Regions from separate parts of the Mus musculus genome. Here regions 1 and 3 are each linked to region 2. Evidence: chromatin contacts called from public HiCAR-type and HiChIP or PLAC-seq data. All regions are on one chromosome and are shown on one strand. The core of a region is the stretch at or near the end of the contact, and the rest is flanking DNA. Distances in the headings are between cores, read along the strand shown.

Region 1 (3,273 bases), core at 486-2,985, 120 kb after region 2:
CTAATATCCACTTATCAGTGGGTGCATATCAAGTGACTGCTTTTGTGATTGGGTTACCTCAGTAAGGATGATATCTTCCAGATATATCCATTTGTATGAAGAATTTCATAAATTCGTTGTTTTTAATAGCTGAGTAGTACTCCATTGTGTAAATGTACCACATTTTCTGTATCCATTCCTCTGTTGAGGGACATCTGGGTTCTTTCCAGCTTCTGGCTATTATAAATAAAGCTGCTATGAACATAGTGGAGCATGTGTCCTTATTACAAGTTGGAACATTTTCTGGGTCTATGCCCAGGAGAGGTATTGCTGGATCCTCCGGTAGTACTATGTCTAATTTTCTGAGGAACCGCCAGACTGATTTCCAGAGTGGTTGTACAAGCTTGCAATCCCACCAGCAATGGAGGAGTGTTCCTCTTTCTCCACATCCTCGCCAGCATCTGCTGTCACCTGAATTTTTGATCTTAGCCATTCTGACTAGTGTGAGGTGGAATCTCAGGGTTGTTTTGATTTGCATTTCCCTGATGATTAAGGATGTTGAACATTTTTTCAGGTGCTTCTCAGCCCTTCAGTATTCCTCAGTTAAGCATTCTTTGTTTAGCTCTGTACCCCATTTTTGTAATGGAGTTATTTGAATTTCTGGAGTTCAGCTTCTTGAGATCTTTGTATATATTGGATATTAGTCCCCTATCAGATTTAGGATTGGTAAAAATCCTTTCCCAATCTGTTGGTGGCCTTTTTGTTTTATTGACAGTGTCTTTTGCCTTACAGAATTTTTTAAATGAGGTCCCATTTGTCTATTCTTTGCAATTTTATGAGGTCCCATTTGTCTATTCTTGATCTTAAAGCACAAGCCATTGCTGTTCTGTTCAGGAATTTTTCCCCGGTGTGCCCATATTAATTTAAATCTTAAAGGGGATCATTGATAGCTGGTGGTTTTAAAGAAAAATATAAAAGCTATTTTACTCACTGATTGCTTATCTGTGCTGAGTGAAATATGGATAAAATCTGTATGAAGTCACACAGTTTATGTGTCCTGGCCAAATCATCTTGTTCGAATGTGCCTGGAGATTTTTATTTTTCCACCTGGCAATGACACACAGTGACAACATATCTCTGGTTGAAATAGAAATAAACAAACTGACAAAGAGTGCTATAACTGGGAAACCATCTCCAAGTCAGAGATCTAGGGGCTTTCCAAGAGCACATACACACAAGAAATATATTTTCTCTAATCATAAGGCCTATGGAGGCTATGAAGAAGGGTGCTTGATTTCTAAAACCCAGGGCTAGACTACGTGAGCCAACTAGACTTCCACCTTACGACAGTCAGGCAGTTCTCATTGTCCTGACAGACTGGTCGAGCACACCCTGCATTACGACTCCTTTGGCTCACATTAAGCAGCTAGCAGCACTTGGCTGGCTCTATGCCACCATATCTCAAACTGAGCTCTGAGCTGGTTAACTTTTTATCCCACATTGGCTTTTCATTCAAGGCACTGGAGATACCCCATGCCCATCAGGCAGTTTATGCCCCATCTGAGGACCCGGCAGCATGCCATGCCAGTTTTTCTCTTAGAGTGAATCTGAGACAAAGTTAGGGACAGCCCTTGGGCAAATGGAACACCTGGCCATGGCACACATCTAGAACCAAATCGTCCCAGAACACAAGACTGAGGGGGAGGACATGAACAGCCAAGAGCAGCTGTGCTGTTAGAGGTGCATGTCTGCCCGCACATCTCCAGTTAATCAGTGAATTCCATTCATACCTCAGATCGCTCTCCTCCCCATAGTCTTTGCTGTACAAAGTCTGGGAGGCTCTTGAGCCACAGTGTGGGATCCTGACAGACTTTATTTAGGGGACATTAGTAAGTTCTGCATTCTCTGCCTTTACCATCCTTAACCTCATGGGTTTTTTTTTTTTTTACCTTAGCCTTGCTTACTCAAGACACTGGCATGCATAGGTCTTGTGTTCATACATCAAACAGCAAGGGACAGGATAATCCCATCCATCCTGGGAATTCACTGTTTTCAGAATGACAATAAGAACTATCTTCTATCTTCCCAGGATTGCAGAAACTGAGAGAGTATTCTCCCACAGTTTATCAAATCACACACCTTTACTGGTTCTGAAGAACCCAAAGGAAGTTTGAGCTGATGTGTCCTGGAGTGGTACAGGGAGTGGTCACAATAGGAGCAGTGATGTACTGGTCATAGCAGTAATAACTGCCACTCAACAGATTTCCTGGTATGGCTACTCTTCTGAGTCTTTTATTCCATCCTCTTAGCTACCCCTAAAAGCTTGGCTGTGTTAATTATACGTGTTTTACAGCTAGCAACTACCCTAGAGAGTCCAGTAAGGCCAAATCAGCCACAGGATTGTGTCTTAGAGGAAGTTCAGTGCTGGAGAAGACAGGTATGATTGCTTTCTTAGGAAATGTCCCTGGTGTTCATTATACTAGTGACAAAAAAATCATATTAGTGCTGACATCTGTGCTGATATTCCCATCAAAGGTGTGCCTGTTAGTTAACCCCTGTCATTCAGGAAGGTGTGCCCTTCCTGTCCTTCCTCCACCTAGACATGTGTGAGCTTGTGCTCTGCTTTCCAACCAAAGTAGAGAGGTTGTCTGTGGCTAGTCAGTAATACCCGTGATGGGCTGGGGAGATGGCTCAGTTAGTGAACTAGCTGTTCACGAATACGAGGATCTTAGCAGTCATGTAGAGGAGAAAGAAATAATAAAAAAAGCTAGCCACAACCATACTCACCTGTGATCCCAGCACTGGGCTAGTAGACACAAGAGGATCCCTTGGGCTTGCTGGCCAGCCAGCATAGCTGAATCAGTTGAGAAAGATCCTGTATCCAAAATAAAATGGAGAGCGATGGAGGGGGACCCCTGACTTCAACCTCTGGTCTCCATAAGCTTGCACTTACATGTGTGCATGCATCCGTACCTCACACCACCCTCCCCAACACTCCCTACGAAAGCCTGGAGGTGGCCAGTTTGTGTGGATGGATAGAAAGCTTAGCAAATTGCACACTGTCTTAAAGCTAGTTTGGGGGATTTTCTAGACTTTCCAAGTCTAAAATTATCAAACCACTCAGCTAGGGAACTTGTTATTGTTTAGCTTTCGGCCCTCTTCATTCCTGCCCAGCATGACTTCCTGTTGATGAACAAAGCTTGGGTTATTCTGTCAATCCTCAGGGCTTTCTGAAGCTATGCATCCTGAAGTTTACTTAAAAATGTAAATACTCATTTAAAAAATGGAACATGA
Region 2 (3,254 bases), core at 639-3,138:
ATGACAAGTAACAGGCACTCGGTTACAGAAAGCAGCCGCCCAGCCAGTGAGCAGAGGTATAGAACGCAGAAGCTAGTTCTCCAAACCTTGGTACCAGCCAGAGGTAGGGCCCTGTGGTGCAGCCTCTTGATGTGTTGGCCAGAGCCCTTAAAGCCTTGCCTTGGTTCAGGGCTGAACCAATTGGCTGGAATCCAGGTCAGGCTATGCCACTGGGGAGGCTGGGAGCGGCACTGCACTTGGCACGTTGTCCAAGATCACTGGGCTAGGCTGCAGCCTAGCTCGCTCAGGGTTCCTGTTCAGGCCTGTGAGCCTTCTCTGGCCTGTGCTGGTGCCTTAAGGACATCTTTTTGTCAATGCTGCAAGAGGATCTCTATGTTTTGGGGGTGGTCACTCAGGAGGCTCATTTTCCCAAGTTTCATAACCAGGCAGATTTTTCACATTTAAATTTCTGGGTCTACCCCACAAGGAGAATATCTACAAACTCACAGAGCTTCTTAGGAAAGTGTTATCATCTACTCCAACCTGTGTCCTAGGACAAGGCCTTTATAGCTGCTCCCGCTGCTTTGAAACAGTCTTTCTAAGAAGGAAGAGGAGGAGTGGGGGGAGGAGGAGGAGGGGAGCTAAAGAAACTCACAGGAAAGTTCTATGTCTCTCGAGGACCACACAAGTTCGTAGCTGACTCCCCACACCTTCTAGTGCTTATGTGAGTGTATGGGTGCTGGGGAGAGTAGACCCTTCCACGGAGATGCCAGCAAGTTGTACAGAGACTGGTAGAGTTCTGTTTCTTTGGTCTGCTATTACCCTCTCTGCCCAGGTGAATAGGCCTTTCTGTGCATGTCTCCAGAAAAGTCAGGACAGCAGAGTCATAAGACATTTGTTTCAGTCAGAAAAGGGCAGATGTAGCTCTGCCTAGGGATTGGCAGTTGGACACTGAAGCAAGGTTTAAATCCTCCTCCTTCCCCTTGGACCAGCCACAAGACAGTCAATAAATAGTAGTGAACCCTGACCTAGGTCTAGGGAGAGTCTACCATTCACTTCCCAGACTCCCCACTCCTGTTCTCCAGACTCTCCCCTCTCATTCTTCCCTCCACCTCCCTCTCCCTCCCCCCAACCCCCAATCCCTGTTACCCTCTCTTCCAAGGTGCTCTAGCCAAGGATATTAACAAAGAGGCAGGAGCTGAGCTAGGCAGGCCCTTCCTCTGCAGATTCTGGGACTTGCTGTGGCTGTCAGGCTTCTCTACTGTTGTGATTGTTTTTGTTTTTGTTTTCTTCCTTCATGGAACTGGATCGCTGCTCTGGTGTCATTTGCTTCATTGCATTGCAAGAAAATGATGTCATACTGTGGGGCCCTGGTCCATTTCCCAGCTTCTAACCTAAGTCTCCTGACCTTTCTCATCTGCCTGCTCTTGGAGAAAATGAAACACATTGAAGCATACAGGTCAGCAAACCTCAGGAAGGCCTCTGCGCCTCCAGGATGGGCAGGAACGTTAATGACCCCCACACAGCCTTATCTGGTTGTCACATGGCAAGGACCCCCTGCCTGAAAAATGGGGGAAGGAATGGCTTCGGGTTGTGCTTGCAGTTTCCTGGCAGAAGCCTTTCTTCCCTTACGGTGGCTTTAATTACTAGTGTCGGTGTTCAGTGTAATTCTGGCTCCTCCCATGGTTTCTGCTCTTTGTACTAAAGTCTGTCCGAAAACTTAAATCTTACACGCTGCACTTGTGTCTTCTTGTCTGAGGACCGGTGAGCCCTCAGCATGAGTGACATTATGGAATTACTTCCTGGCATGTCAAAGGCTGAAACTGCCCCGTCTTTCAGGATTGTGGAGAGCCAGGCTTGGACTGGATCGCTGCTCTGGTGTAAGTTTTCCTCTGCCAGGAAACCAGTGCTTGCGCATCATTTGCATACAGCCAATGAGAGCCATCTACTGTTCAGAGGAGGTTTTGGAGCTTGTATGACGACATCCTGGAAAAATCTCAGCTGGGGAAAGGCGACTTTTCCCCCCTCTCCCTAAGCCCCATCTTAAATAGTTTCCTTCCCACAGCCCATATGTCCACATTCAAAGTAAGAAACCCAGCCCATTCTCCTGCCCCGGCCCCTGTCCCTAGCTCAGGAATCTCGACAGCCACACAAAACTGGAAATTGGCTGTTTAAAACGAAGGTGCCATATTCGTTCCAGTCTGTAAACTAGACATTTTTTGGCACACAGCGCTGAAGAATTAACCCTTTGATTTCTCCCAGACAAGGGCACAGTAAAATGCCTGTTCTTTTCTTTGTGACCAGAATGGCAAACACCAACCTGTTGCAGTTCTTAACATCGTGAATGGGGTTCTGGTTAACCTAAGGCATATACGATTGTGCTATTTCACATAATTCCGCGAAAACTGGATAATGTTCAGGTTTCTGAAACTGTACACATTTCCCCCAGATTTTCTTCCCTCAGTTCTAGAAAGCAACTATTGGACTGTCCATGTCTTTGAGGGTGTGGTAGCACCCAGAGATCTGGCTTGTTGGTAAAATGTCTGAAGGTCAGCTTTAATTATTTCAGCACTGAGTGGGACACAAGAAAGCAAGATGTAGGTGCATGAATAAGCAGGGTGCCCCATACTGAGGGGAGAGCTTAAATGTTATTAACTCGGACATTATACTAACAAGTCCCTACGTGTGCAATCACCAGACCACGGCTAGAAATCTTATCGTTCCATTACGGGGCAGATAACAGTGTGGTGATCGAAGACCCGGGGCCTGGGAGACTTGCACTGGATTGCTAGATAGCAATGTTTCAGCCCTGTGCCCTTGAAGAAGTCACGAAGCCTCTCCCAATCACAGATATCAGATCTGCAAAATGAAGGTGTTTATGTCTTATGTCTGAAGTGTTATGTCTAAAGTGTTTACTCTGAATGTGTCCGTTTTCAGATGAGTGGGATCCATACTGACTGATGTTTGAAGACATGTACTAAGTGTGTGGAACGAAGCTCGAAGCCTTGAACTCTTACATGATGCGTCTGTGTGATGTGTACAGGTGTGCATGCACCACACTGCATGCGTGAAGTCAGAGGACCAAGTTGTGGAGTCAGTTCTCTCCCTCCCCATCAAATGGGTTCAACAGAACTGATCACAGACCTGGCTGTTAGAGTCCAAGCTGCACCACCGGGCTTTTTGTTATACGTTGAATCCCATTGATTCTTTCAGCAAGACTGAGTTAGCAATTCTGATGATCCCTATTTGACTAGGAGGAAATTGAAGTCTGTCTT
Region 3 (3,263 bases), core at 467-2,966, 81 kb before region 2:
TCACAGGGCAGTGGGAAGTACTTCACAAGCCGAAGTCTTTTTCAGGTTGAGTTTATACCATGCCCTGAACATTTTTTAATATATATATTTTTTTTGGTGTGTATGTGGATGTGTGAACGTGTGTATGTACGTGGTGCATACGTGTGTGTGTGTGTGTGTGTGTGTGTGTGTGTGTGTGTGTGTGCTCATATCCTGAGGCCCAAAGATTGTCAGGCTCTGTACAATTGCCTTTTCCTGCTGAATAATTTCTCAATGTATGTTTAAAACCTAATCTTATTAGCTAGGAATATGATCTTATTTGGAAACAGGGTCATAACAGAGGCAATCAAGTTAAAATGAGGCTATTGGGGTAGGCTCCAATCTCACACAGCTACTATCCCAATCAAAGAGGGAAATTTGAACACAGAGATAATCGGTACACAGAGGGAAGCTGAGCAGGAGACAGCAAGAGAGAAGGGGACCACAAAACAGGAGGAAGGTATCTGCAAGCCAGCGCACTCTGAGAACAGCTGCCAATCACCATGGACTAGGAAAGGCAAGCGAACATTCTCCCTGAAAGGGGGGGGGGGGGGAGAGAAAGAGAGAGAGAGTGAGTGAGCCAGGCTTTGCCAGCGCTTTGATTTTGTACCTCTCACTTCTGGAATTACGAGATAACAGGTTTCTACAGTTGTAAAGAGCCCGGTTCTTTTTTTGGTGGCTTGTTATGGCAGCTTTAAGAAAGAGAAATGGCGGAGCACATTGTCAGTCCATGTAGTTGGGTGGATGTGTGGTGGTGGTGGAGGTGGAGGTGGTGGTGGTGGTGGTGGTGGTGGAGGTGGAGGTGGAGGTGGAGGTGGAGGTGGAGGTGGAGGTGGAGGTGGAGGTGGAGGTGGAGGTGGAGGGAGGTGGAGGGAGGTGGTGGTGGAGGTGGAGGTGGAGGTGGAGGTGGAGGTGGAGGGAGGTGGAGGGAGGTGGAGGGAGGTGGAGGGAGGTGGAGGTGGAGGTGGAGGTGGAGGTGGAGGGAGGTGGAGGTGGAGGTGGAGGTGGAGGTGGAGGTGGAGGTGGAGGTGGAGGTGGAGGTGGAGGTGGAGGTGGAGGGAGGTGGAGGTGGAGGTGGAGGTGGAGGTGGAGGTGGAGGTGGAGGTGGAGGTGGAGGTGGAGGTGGAGGTGGAGGTGGAGGTGGAGGTGGAGGTGGTGGTGGAGGTGGTGGTGGAGGTGGAGGTGGTGGTGGTGGTGGTGTGGTACTGTTTGCTTTTTTAGTAAAAAATTTGCCCCAGGGCAGGCCATGTATCTGGTCCTTTCTATACATAAGACTTAAAGTCTTCCTTAGCAGTCCTGTCTCTTTCTTTTCTGGCCTTGCCTTGTGGTGCTGCAAACCTTCCTCCCCCCACCCCCACCCCCTTCATCAGAAGAGGCCTTTTATTCGGAGGTTTACTTAGAAATGTTAGTGCCACAGTGCGGTTGAAGAGCTCTCTGAATGAGGAGACAGAGCAAAGCCTCCTGCTTCGGGCCTGTTTGGGGAGGCTCAAACCCAGCTGGGTGGCACCGATGAAAGGAAGCCAAGTACGGTGAACTGGGCCTCCCTTCAGTGTGGAAGTGCTTGTGACGCTGGCATAATGGATGCTGTATAAGAAGTCTGCTGAGTTCTCCCCTCTGGAATCTCCGGGGCGCCTGACAGAGCCCTTACCCTCCGCAGGGTGGAGGACCGAGGGGCCCCTCTGTGCCTGCATCCCAGCCCTCTGCCACGTCTGGGTCGGGGCTGCCTGATCTCAATGAAGGATTGTTCTCCTGCAGCCAGTGGCCAGCAGAGCCGCCAACTGCAACACGAAAAACAGCGCCGCTTTTAAAGCAGAGCAGAAAGGCGTGGAGTCAAGGACACAGGGATTCCATCTTAAACACACTGCAGGTCTGTCTTACCGCTCCCTCAGATGCTTCCAGAAGCCTGATGCTTCCAGAAGGCAGACTCCTCCAGGCTCCACCTCCAGAGGAACAGAAATAGGTGTCTCCATGCCCAGCCTTTGGAAGAAACTCTTCATTGGGCAGGCTCAAGGCCCAATCTTTTCTTTTCCAACAACACACCCTGAAAGCTGTACTTGACTCACTGTCTTCTAAAGGCACGGTGTGGACATCCGGGATGTGCCACCCTTTGAGGCTCACAGAAGAGATGGCAGGGAACCACATAAGGGGCCGAGGAGATGGATCAGCTATTAAGTACACTGGTTGCGCAAACCTGCTGGCTTGATTTTATCCCTGGAAGGAGACCACAGACTTTACAAGATGTCCTCTGATCTACACACATATGTCTTGTCACGGATGTCCCTCCCTATCCCAATCATGCCTGCATATACTTTAGTAATAACAGTGTTAAAATATGTAGCTATTACACACATACTTCTTCCTACCAAGATGAAACGTAATTACCTGGTCAAATGCTCACATTTAACTAATCGGAAGAAACACTTTAAAAAGCAAGTGTTAAAATATTTTCCATATAATGCCAAGTAGGAAAACCCAAAGAATTAATTTGCTGCAAATAGCGTTTTTTTTTTCTTTTTTCTTAATGAAAGTCAGCAAAATTATGAAGCTTTTTTAGTGACTGGATCACTATGAATAAAACCGTTGCTCCAAAGCCAAGCTTGTTACTATTGTCCGTGGGCTGGTCTCAGAAGTCCCGGGGTGCTTGGATACAGAGAAAATCGAGACTAAAAGAGAAATCACATTTTCTGCTGGCACGGAAAGAAGGTGAAATGGGGTGGCTTCTGGCTGCTCTCAGGGATTCAGACAAATCGTTTTTATTTGAAAAAAACAAAAGAAACCATTTCTCTTTTTGTGCCCTCATGAGGGCCTTCGCATGTGTAGAGCCTGCCTCTTCTGACTACTGTTGGCATGTCTTCCTTGAAACAGCTTCACACATAGGAATCTCTCTTTTGCCAGCCTGGAGGGCAAAGAAACAAGTGTAGATACAATAACTATATGGACTTTCTGGATGAACTCCCATAGGGATTAAAAATAGCATTCCCATGAGCAATCACAGCGTGAATGGGTCTGGAAAAGGCAACCTTATAAAACCACAGGTGCACCCTTTTGAAAAGACGCCCATTGTACATCCCTACTGTTCCTGCATTGCACAGAGCTGGATGCTGGAGAGTAATATTCACTGTGTCTGCAAAGGAAATGCTGCAACACTCGCCTTATTTGGACTTTAGTTTAAAAGGCCACCTGTCTAATTTACCAAATAAGTATTACTTACCCCGTCCCTTTTACAAGATCAGGTCCTGTTGCTC

Evidence for each region. HiCAR-type assays count read pairs that join an accessible place to other places. HiChIP or PLAC-seq counts read pairs in DNA pulled down with a chosen protein or histone mark.
Region 1: a contact with region 2 is called in an H3K27ac HiChIP or PLAC-seq map of extraembryonic endoderm stem cells. The contact joins two enhancer-like sites. A contact is called at or near these places in 3 of 39 promoter capture datasets (the 3T3-L1 cell line, 3T3-L1-derived adipocytes and the HPC-7 cell line), 11 of 484 Hi-C or Micro-C datasets (cortical neurons, liver, muscle stem cells and 4 more), 2 of 115 datasets of contacts at active chromatin or transcription factors (extraembryonic endoderm stem cells and heart atrium) and 1 of 9 other capture datasets (adipose tissue).
Region 3: a contact with region 2 is called in a HiCAR-type map of astrocytes, with 5 times the contacts expected there. The contact joins two enhancer-like sites. A contact is called at or near these places in 2 of 39 promoter capture datasets (3T3-L1-derived adipocytes and liver), 1 of 15 datasets of contacts at CTCF or cohesin (the NIH/3T3 cell line), 5 of 484 Hi-C or Micro-C datasets (brown adipocytes, cortical neurons, liver and 2 more), 7 of 115 datasets of contacts at active chromatin or transcription factors (astrocytes, bone marrow-derived macrophages, craniofacial prominence and 4 more) and 1 of 9 other capture datasets (embryonic stem cells).

The regions. Positions count from the first base shown.
Region 1 is chr3:27,986,601-27,989,873 of GRCm38.p6, forward strand. All of the region lies in intron 2 of Pld1 (phospholipase D1), which reads left to right. Among named protein-coding and RNA genes, the nearest start is that of Pld1, 50 kb to the left of the region's middle. Within about 2 kb of position 1,736, at least 42 of the 459 cell types and tissues checked have an H3K27ac peak or open chromatin away from gene starts, as enhancers often do. A contact at or near this core is called in extraembryonic endoderm stem cells, heart atrium and muscle stem cells, where this site is marked.
Region 2 is chr3:27,861,608-27,864,861 of GRCm38.p6, forward strand. No RefSeq gene overlaps it. Among named protein-coding and RNA genes, the nearest start is that of Gm26040, 4.9 kb to the right of the region's middle. Within about 2 kb of position 1,889, at least 169 of the 459 cell types and tissues checked have an H3K27ac peak or open chromatin away from gene starts, as enhancers often do. A contact at or near this core is called in astrocytes, extraembryonic endoderm stem cells, heart atrium and 1 more, where this site is marked.
Region 3 is chr3:27,780,620-27,783,882 of GRCm38.p6, forward strand. All of the region lies in intron 1 of Gm42194 (a long non-coding RNA gene), which reads left to right. Among named protein-coding and RNA genes, the nearest start is that of Gm42194, 4.4 kb to the left of the region's middle. Within about 2 kb of position 1,717, at least 67 of the 459 cell types and tissues checked have an H3K27ac peak or open chromatin away from gene starts, as enhancers often do. A contact at or near this core is called in astrocytes, where this site is marked.